3 separate regions of the Mus musculus genome follow, and regions 1 and 3 are each linked to region 2. A link is a contact called in public HiChIP or PLAC-seq data. All regions are on one chromosome and are shown on one strand. The core of a region is the stretch at or near the end of the contact, and the rest is flanking DNA. Distances in the headings are between cores, read along the strand shown. Region 1 overlaps Gm20714 (predicted gene 20714). Region 2 overlaps Ppp1r9a (protein phosphatase 1, regulatory subunit 9A). Region 3 overlaps Sgce (sarcoglycan, epsilon).

Region 1 (2,700 bases), core at 142-2,641, 300 kb after region 2:
AACAAAGTAAAATACTGAAGAAGAAAATTCAGAGAGATAAACTTCAGTACGAATTAAAGGGTCACACAGCTTTTCTCTCTTTTTTTTTTTTATTTAATCCTCCAAACTTTAAAAAATCATTTTATTTACTTGTTTGCTGTAATGGAGTAGCCATATTTTCAAACCCACTTTTGTAAAACAGTTTTTCTTTTTTTAAAATTTAAAATCAATGTTTAAAAACTTTTAAAATTTTAATTAATCTTTTGAGAATTTCATGTATGCACACTATATTCATATTTTCCCACCCTCCCCCTCTTCCTATACATCCCTCTCTCAAATTCATGGTGTCCTCTTTAATTATTATTGTTATATCACACACACACACACACACACACACACACACACACACACACACACACACGCACACTGTTGAGTCCATTTCAAATTGCTTATATGCACATGCGTTTAATGCTCACCTCTTGGGAGTGGATAACCTATTGGGAAAATGGGAAAACTGTTCTTAGAGAGGACTCATTTCTCTATTGTAGCAGAAGGGGAAGCCCCAGCCAATGCTGCCGGATGGGGCCTGCTGCCCTCAGACGGGCTCTTCTGGCGCACAGCAGAACCGTCTGCTTACATTTGTTTATGTCTGCAGTGACAGAATTGTATGATGTGACACCATATGGACCACGAACCACAAGCATACTGTACACGGTCCTTCCCAGAAAACATTTGCTGGCCCTGAACTAGACCATGGAGAAATACCAAGATGCAGTTTTTCTAAACTCAAAGTTGGAGGAAAGTACATACACTGAGCTGAGGAACACCTGGAAGTATCATGTTTAAAGGCACCGGTCAGGGGAAGCTTGGCTGAGGAGAAACAGAGATGTGTCTGATACATTGAGAGCAAGAATGAGGAAGTTCCTGGAACAGTAATCACGAAGACAACCAAGGTTTGTGGAGAACACATGGCGGGCTGCTGTCATGGAATAGAAATAAACAAGGAAGAAGGTTGTCTGGAATAATGCTGAGAGTAATAGCCAGATCCTGCCTGCCACAGGGAAAAGTCTAAACTTCATCCCAAGGAACTCAGACCCCCTCCATAAATGTAGCCATGGTTAGGTGATATAGTGATATACGATTTCAAAACACATGCTGGAATAACAGATCTAACTGCTGCTGTTGGCTTTGAGTTCGTACACATGGTATGCTTGATTTTTTTTAACTGGGACAGTTTCACAGACACGACCTGTATATTTGAGATAGGCTCTCACGTAGCTAAGACTGGCCTTAAACTCAAACTCATTATGTAGCAGAGGATAGCCTTGAACCCCTGATCCTTCTGTCTTTGCCTTCCAAGTGCTGGGATTTCAGAAGTGTACCTGAATCCCAGGCCAGATCTTTTGTTCTTTGGTTTCTTTGGGTATATTGCTGTTGTTTGTTTCATCTGTCTTGCTATGTAGCTCTGGTGGCCTGGCATTCACTATGGAAACCAGGTTGGTTTTAAACTTATAGACAGCATCTGCCTGTGCCTTCTGAGTGCTGGGACCAAGAGTTTTTGATAGAAACACTTCAATTCTAGACTAGGGTTTTCTCTCTTTGTTTCGGGTTTCAAAAGATCTGGGTGCAGACTTTGCGAGTAACAGTATGTGTTGTAGGCTCCACTTGAGTTCCCAAGTTCTGTCATATCACCTTTCGTCTAATGACAATGGAATATTTAGCCATTCAAATGTAAGATACACTGTGATGATTTATATCTCAAATACATCTGAAAAGCAGTGGAGAAGGCACAGTTTCGACTTGCACAGAAATGCTGTAGCTATGAACGCCTCAGGAACCTTCCTTTTTTTTTTTTTTTTTTTTTTTTGGGTTTTTGAGACAGGGTTTCTCTGTGTAGCCCTGGCTGTCCTGGAACTCACTTTGTAGACCAGGCTGGACACAAACTCAGAAATCTGCCTGCCTTTGCCTCCACATTTCATATTGTGTCTTATTACTAAGTTTTTTTTTTTTTCTTTTCAACTATCAGGGATGTTAAATCCCAGGAATGTTGAAATGTTCCTTAGACAAGAAGGGATGATATGTAGAAAAAAAATTGGAATATGTGAAATGCCTATAACCCCTGAGGTACATTGGCCATGAGGAGGGAGAATAGCAAGCATTCTGAAGAACTAAGGAGACCAAGCATCCGTGCTTGCATTTGTCATGGAGAGTGTCTAAGGGCGAGGCTGGGTGGTGGGTACTGGGCGAGGCTGGGTGGTGGGTACTGGGCGAGGCTGGGTGGTGGGTACTGGGCGAGGCTGGGTGGTGGGTACTGGGCGAGGCTGGGTGGTGGGTACTTGAGAACTGCTTAGTTTTCTGCCACGGATCTGAATGGTGGGCGCTTTCTTCCTCCTGGATTCTCTCTTAAAAGACAAAGCAATCATTTTTCTGATGTCCTACTTGTTTATAACACTGAAAGTGTCTTTGTCCATAAGGATTGGTTGACATGGTTCGTTTTAATTACGTGACCTGTTGGGCCACACATGTGTCTTCCCTTGTGTTTCTTTTTTGTTTCCCTTGTGTTTCTTTTTTGTTCTAGAACATTTCCAACTCTTCTGCTAGGTATTGTAGTTTAAAGAAGAGGCTGTTCCACACTTTCATGTCTGCCTTTGAATTAGATTTCCAAGTTTGGGTTTAGTTTTTGTACGAGCCGAGAAGAAAGGCTGCTATAACAGGGGCTCA
Region 2 (2,700 bases), core at 191-2,690:
GGACACCATGAATGATGCTGAAATAAGCTTTGACTAGAGAGCTCCAGAGCGTATTAGTCAGGAATGCCACTTAACCAAAGTAGCCAGCTAACTCATCTCCACTTAACCAGCTAACTCATCTCCATTTAACCAGCTAACTCATCTCCATTTAACCAGCTAACTCATCTCCATTTAAAACACATGGAAAACCCAAAGCATGTATTCACTGTGAATCAGAAAACAGATCACTCGACGTAGGCAATAATTATTTTGTAATTTTAAAAAGACTATGGAAACAATACAGCATCGTTTGAAAGCAACTGAAGATATTTTTAAGTCTCTGAAAACATACATTTGATAGAAATGAACAACAATAGCTAGAACTGTATCTTGTACAAGAATTTTACAGTTTCCTTTGATGTCTCACTATTTCATAGAGATTAAAAATATTTTCTTTTATTAATATTTTTCTCTTCAACAAATTTAAATAATGTGAAGTGAGTATATCTCAAGATTTCCAGTAGCAGCTGAATCTAAATTAATTACACAATGCATAGAATGAGCTTATAACTTTACTTCTTAGACATGGGAAGTTTTTCCTAAAAAGAAATTAATGTTCCACATTAAAACAATACATTGCTTCCAGTAAATTAGCTGAAATTATTATAAGGTAAATGACAGAAAGGAGATTTGCTATACCAGCTTATATTTTAGAAATTAATACACAGATGCTTGAGCCATTAAAAATATTATTTTTAATGAAATTTCAGAGAGACTAAACAGTTTAAATCTACTTAAAACACCAAGTGCCCTGTGGCCTTCTCTGGTTATGTGCGGTTATGCTCAGTCTCAAGACAGGTCCATCGATGTACTTAATGTTGGAAATGACCATCTCATGGAAATATGCTCTCAAGTGCACGGGAGCAAATCCATTACTCCCAGAGTATCTGAAGTTTAAAGAGTACAATTCAAACACCACGGAGCGGTGCTTACCTTGGTCTTCAATTTTTGAATCTCTGCTTCTGTAACTGCATGTTTGATTTGCAACTGAAAATTGAAAAGAAAAACATCTCAACTAAGAGTGTTTCTATATTTTTAAAGACTCAGCAGCGAGAAGAATATCTTATGACACAATTAAAAAAATGCTCAGGACCCTGCTGCATTGCAGCAGGTTGTAATTACAAATGTCTAGCATGTAAAATGACTCAGTGGGTGCAAACTAATTAAACATAGGGTTTATGACTCACGGTCCCTAATATCCGATTAAGTTACCAGTTTAATTGCTAAGGGGCCAAAGAAAAGAAAACTCATTTCTTGGCCTCTGCTGCTCTGCCTTTACGATCTGAGCGTCCAGGAGCTGTTTCCTTCCTGAGGCTCGCCCACAGAATGGCTTGAGCCAGCCAGTCAACAGGCCTCGCACAGTGTGAAGAGTCATTCCCACATCGTGCAGAAAGGTGGCGCTGTGGCTCTGTGAGTCGCTCTCACATTCCGCAGAGCAGCTCTGCAGCAGAGGAAGGAGTGGGACGCAGTGGCACAGAAATCTCCGGTTTGTTTTCCGTTTGTGTTCCTTTTTAACCGCAGGAAAGGTACAGATTCAAAATTCTGCCTTCCAAAAGATCTACCTGTATAAAGACTCCAAGCCCCAAAGCATTTTCTTTACAACACAATAGTGGTCTTTGCCATTTGTTTGCTTTACTCCCCCGCCCCCACTCCCTCCCCGACCACGACTGTTTTCCTTCTAGGGGTCATTCATTTCTTTAAGGGCTAAACACCCTTGAATTTAGGGAAAACAGTTTACAGGTTCACAATTTGTTCTCTGGATGTTTTTGATGGGAAGGATGTTTTTGAAATTCCCAATTCTCCCGGTTTTATAGGTCCAAACAGCCCAGTGGAGGGTCTGGGGAGGGAGACACTTTGCAGCCAAGCCCATGAACATTTTCTGCTCTGCAGCTGAGCACAGCCACTAAGTGATGCAGGTGGCACTGTTTCTTTTGGTTATGCTGAATCCTAAATTGGTTTGCCACAAAGTTACTGAAGACCACATCCCACCATCTCACCCCCCCCCCTTTTTTTTTTGTCCAAAGTACTTCGGAGTTAGGACTGTACCGAATCTGGGTTTCTTGGTTTTATGCCACAATCTTAGTGGTCCGTCTCACTCAGATGCCATTAGCAGATACCCAAAGTGTGAGTGTGCCAGGCAAGGAAACTACACCAAGCTTTCTCAGTGAAAAATACTGGCAGAGGTCTTTTGTGCTCACCAGAAATCCTGATCCCTTAGTGAGTACAGCGATGTGGGGAAACTGAGGCTCAGAGCAAATGATCAACCTAACTGTACAAAAAAAACCAACACTAGAACTGGATTAGATCTTGGATATCTAGGTTCTGATCTTGTGCCATTTCTCTAAAAAATTAAAGATGAACTTTATAAGCATCTACTGAGGGGCTCTAGGCAAGATGCTGTAAAGATAACACCCCCCCACACACCTCTCTCAAATAAACAGCCATGATAACCTGCCACTCAAGAATAAAGCCACAAAAGAATATTCTTTAATATACAACATGGAAATGTATATACAACCACAAGGAATTATTTTCCAGAGGTATTATATTCTTAGAGAATAAAGCAAATTCATATGCCTGGATGATTTTTTTCCCATCCATTACTAACAAAAATATCTACTCTGTTGTTTAAACTAATCTGAGTGTGGGCTCTGTTTATAG
Region 3 (2,700 bases), core at 110-2,609, 420 kb after region 2:
ATGTGGAACAGCCACACTGTCCGGTGGGAGCTGTGCTCTGCTCTTCTTCCTAAAGTTAATGTCGGCCACTTTGAAGAAAGCTGGACACCAGAAGTTGTCTTTCTGTATTTCCTTTTTTCTTGTTTACTAACCTGACAAACCATCCCTGTACACAGGCTTCCCACCCAGTTTGTTAAACATTTGAACTACCTGCTCACAAGAAATGCACATACCGATATCAACAACCTCTATTTTGCAACCAGAAAGCACACACAAACACACACACACACACACACACACACACACACACACACACACACACACACACATCTTGACTACATGCAGGTATGTTTGTGCTTTTTTAAGCAAGAAGGATAGGGAAGATAGGCCAAGAGAAAGTATTTACTACTTTCATTTGTGCTTGGCCCAGCTCTAATAAAGAATAACAAGTCAGAATGATAAAGTAATTGGAAAATGAATCTGCTTTTGAAGGTAATTTGTCAAAGACTATTTTGGTGTATCTAGGTGTTCAAATCTAATGTTGGTAGTGATTAATTTGATGTGCAATTTTCTTTTTTATATCAGGTTGACAAAACAAAGCAAGTGTCCACCTATCAGGAAGTAGTTCGTGGCGAGGGCATTTTGCCCGACGGCGGGGAGTACAAGCCCCCTTCGGATTCTTTGAAAAGCCGAGACTATTACACGGATTTCCTCGTTACCCTGGCTGTGCCCTCGGCGGTAGCACTGGTGCTTTTCCTAATACTCGCTTATATCATGTGCTGCCGACGGGAAGGAGTGTGAGTACTTTCAAACACTAATAAAGAATTGGCAAGCCCGCTAAGACGATGATGTAGACACGCCCATTAAAAGCAAAGTTGCATCCAGTTCATAAAACACACTGTAAATGAATTGAAATTTTGTTCAGATCAAACAGCAGTACTTTATTCCCTTAAAAATGAATTAAAGTAGTTGTGAGTCTAGCAAACAAATTAGGGGCCAAAATTACTTTATTCAGAAATGATTAAGGCTAGATATAAATTCATGATGGAAAAACAGTCCCAAGAATAATTGAGGCTAGACACCGTGGTTATGCAAGCCATCTTGTGTGAGCAGAGACAGGAGTCTATTGACATGGTAATTGCATTTAAATAAATAAATTGTCTTAGTCAGTGTGATGAAAACTGAGGGTCAGAATTCTTCCTGAAGTCATTCTGCTGTCAAACAGGGTGACACAATCTAAATGTTTAAAATATATTAAAAAAAATAACCCAGGAGTAAATGAATGAAAATCAGGTATCATTTGAGTAATGAGTCTTCCCTTCATGAATAGTTAGCACTTTCAGGACATCTATGTCAATTAAGATAATCTCCCGAGATTACTTGAAAGTCAGGGTAACAAAGCAAAGGCTCAAAACCTCATAAAGCAGCAAGGAACACATTCTCCATTCTCCATGTAGCCCGATTTCATTATGTCATAGAGTTTATTTCAATCAGGAGCTTCATTCTTAATCTCCATTTTTTTCCATTTTTCTGTGTGTTTCTCATCAGTATTCCATTACTGTATGTGTACTCATCCAAGTCATCTATAACCCTGGTGGCAAATGCTGCCTGGTTGCGTTTTGAGTCCGACATCAGCATTGCCACATCCCACAGGGTCCCATGAGCATAGAGTCTTAATGTTCCGAATATCAATGCTATTATTTAATTCATAAATTTTGTTTTGTTTCTAGGGAAAAGAGAGACATGCAAACCCCAGAGTAAGTGTCTTCTTTGCTGTTATTTTCTTTCTCATTGTGTGTCGCTTCTCGGTTACCCATCATGCTCCGCACATGTGTCTCATGCTCTCGTTTCCTTTGCCATCCCTCACAGTTGACTTAACAAACTCGAAAAGCTGCTTTCTAAATAGAGATGTTTAGGCTGGGTAGACGCTAAAAAATAAAAAGGGCTCAAAAGCTAAGGCTACCTAGATAAACATTAAACCTAAACCATTTCAGATTCAGAATATTAACATGTCACTTATAGTATGCGATCTCCCAACCTGCATTTCTATAAACCAGAGGACAAATGACAGGGCCCTTTCATACATGTTTGCCCTGACTCTGCAGTAATAACCTGCCATAGAATGAAACTTCCGTGAGTATTTATAAATGCCCCCAACAGAAGCAATAATATAAAAAGCTATCCTAGTTTTCACTTAATCATAGAAAATAAATAGGTAACTAGTTTATGACTTGGGCTTTAATATTAAAATAGTGTTTCCTAGCTGAGTTTTAACTTGAGATTTACATAAAGGTATATGAGATGTATGTTTTCTGAGCTAGTTTATAGAACAGCCCCCCCCCCCCAAGCAATAATGTCTTATCTTTAAAGAAAAAAAAATGACCTTTTCAAATAGGCAACTCATTACGGCTAGTGCGTCATTTTAAATATATGTTGTTTTATTTCTTATTTTATGTAGTATCCAGCTTGTCCATCACAGCTCGATTCAGAAATCTACCAAGGAGCTTCGAGACATGTCCAAAAACAGAGAGATTGCATGGCCCCTGTCTACCCTGCCCGTGTTCCACCCTGTAACTGGAGAGGTTATACCTCCCACGCACACAGACAACTACGACAGCACCAACATGCCGTTGATGCAGGCACAGCAGTGAGTACCCATGTGGGAACACAGGCGCCAGCGTGCATGGGGCTTTTACCAATATCCCTCCAAACCGTAGCATT

What was found. HiChIP or PLAC-seq counts read pairs in DNA pulled down with a chosen protein or histone mark.
Region 1: a contact with region 2 is called in an H3K27ac HiChIP or PLAC-seq map of embryonic stem cells, with 2.7 times the contacts expected there. The contact joins two enhancer-like sites. A contact is called at or near these places in 16 of 484 Hi-C or Micro-C datasets (arterial endothelial cells, bone marrow-derived macrophages, cranial neural crest and 4 more), 6 of 115 datasets of contacts at active chromatin or transcription factors (embryonic stem cells and stem cell-derived neural progenitor cells) and 3 of 9 other capture datasets (adipose tissue, embryonic stem cells and liver).
Region 3: a contact with region 2 is called in an H3K4me3 HiChIP or PLAC-seq map of embryonic basal ganglia, with 5 times the contacts expected there. The contact joins two enhancer-like sites. A contact is called at or near these places in 1 of 15 datasets of contacts at CTCF or cohesin (the NIH/3T3 cell line), 2 of 484 Hi-C or Micro-C datasets (bone marrow-derived macrophages and myocytes), 5 of 115 datasets of contacts at active chromatin or transcription factors (embryonic basal ganglia, embryonic limb bud and embryonic stem cells) and 2 of 9 other capture datasets (adipose tissue and embryonic stem cells).

Annotation. Positions count from the first base shown.
Region 1 is chr6:4,809,557-4,812,256 of GRCm38.p6, reverse strand. It overlaps Gm20714 (predicted gene 20714), which reads left to right. Exons shown (of 4, transcript NR_157243.1): 3 at 635-932. Among named protein-coding and RNA genes, the nearest start is that of Gm20714, 5.4 kb to the left of the region's middle. Within about 2 kb of position 1,391, at least 7 of the 459 cell types and tissues checked have an H3K27ac peak or open chromatin away from gene starts, as enhancers often do.
Region 2 is chr6:5,109,326-5,112,025 of GRCm38.p6, reverse strand. It overlaps Ppp1r9a (protein phosphatase 1, regulatory subunit 9A), which reads right to left. Exons shown (of 16, transcript NM_001363809.1): 8 at 973-1,026. Among named protein-coding and RNA genes, the nearest start is that of Gm46949, 43 kb to the left of the region's middle. Within about 2 kb of position 1,440, at least 212 of the 459 cell types and tissues checked have an H3K27ac peak or open chromatin away from gene starts, as enhancers often do. A contact at or near this core is called in embryonic basal ganglia, where this site is marked.
Region 3 is chr6:4,689,505-4,692,204 of GRCm38.p6, reverse strand. It overlaps Sgce (sarcoglycan, epsilon), which reads left to right. Exons shown (of 11, transcript NM_011360.3): 7 at 565-776; 8 at 1,710-1,736; 9 at 2,438-2,626. Among named protein-coding and RNA genes, the nearest start is that of Gm38761, 36 kb to the right of the region's middle. Within about 2 kb of position 1,359, at least 2 of the 459 cell types and tissues checked have an H3K27ac peak or open chromatin away from gene starts, as enhancers often do. A contact at or near this core is called in embryonic basal ganglia, where this site is marked.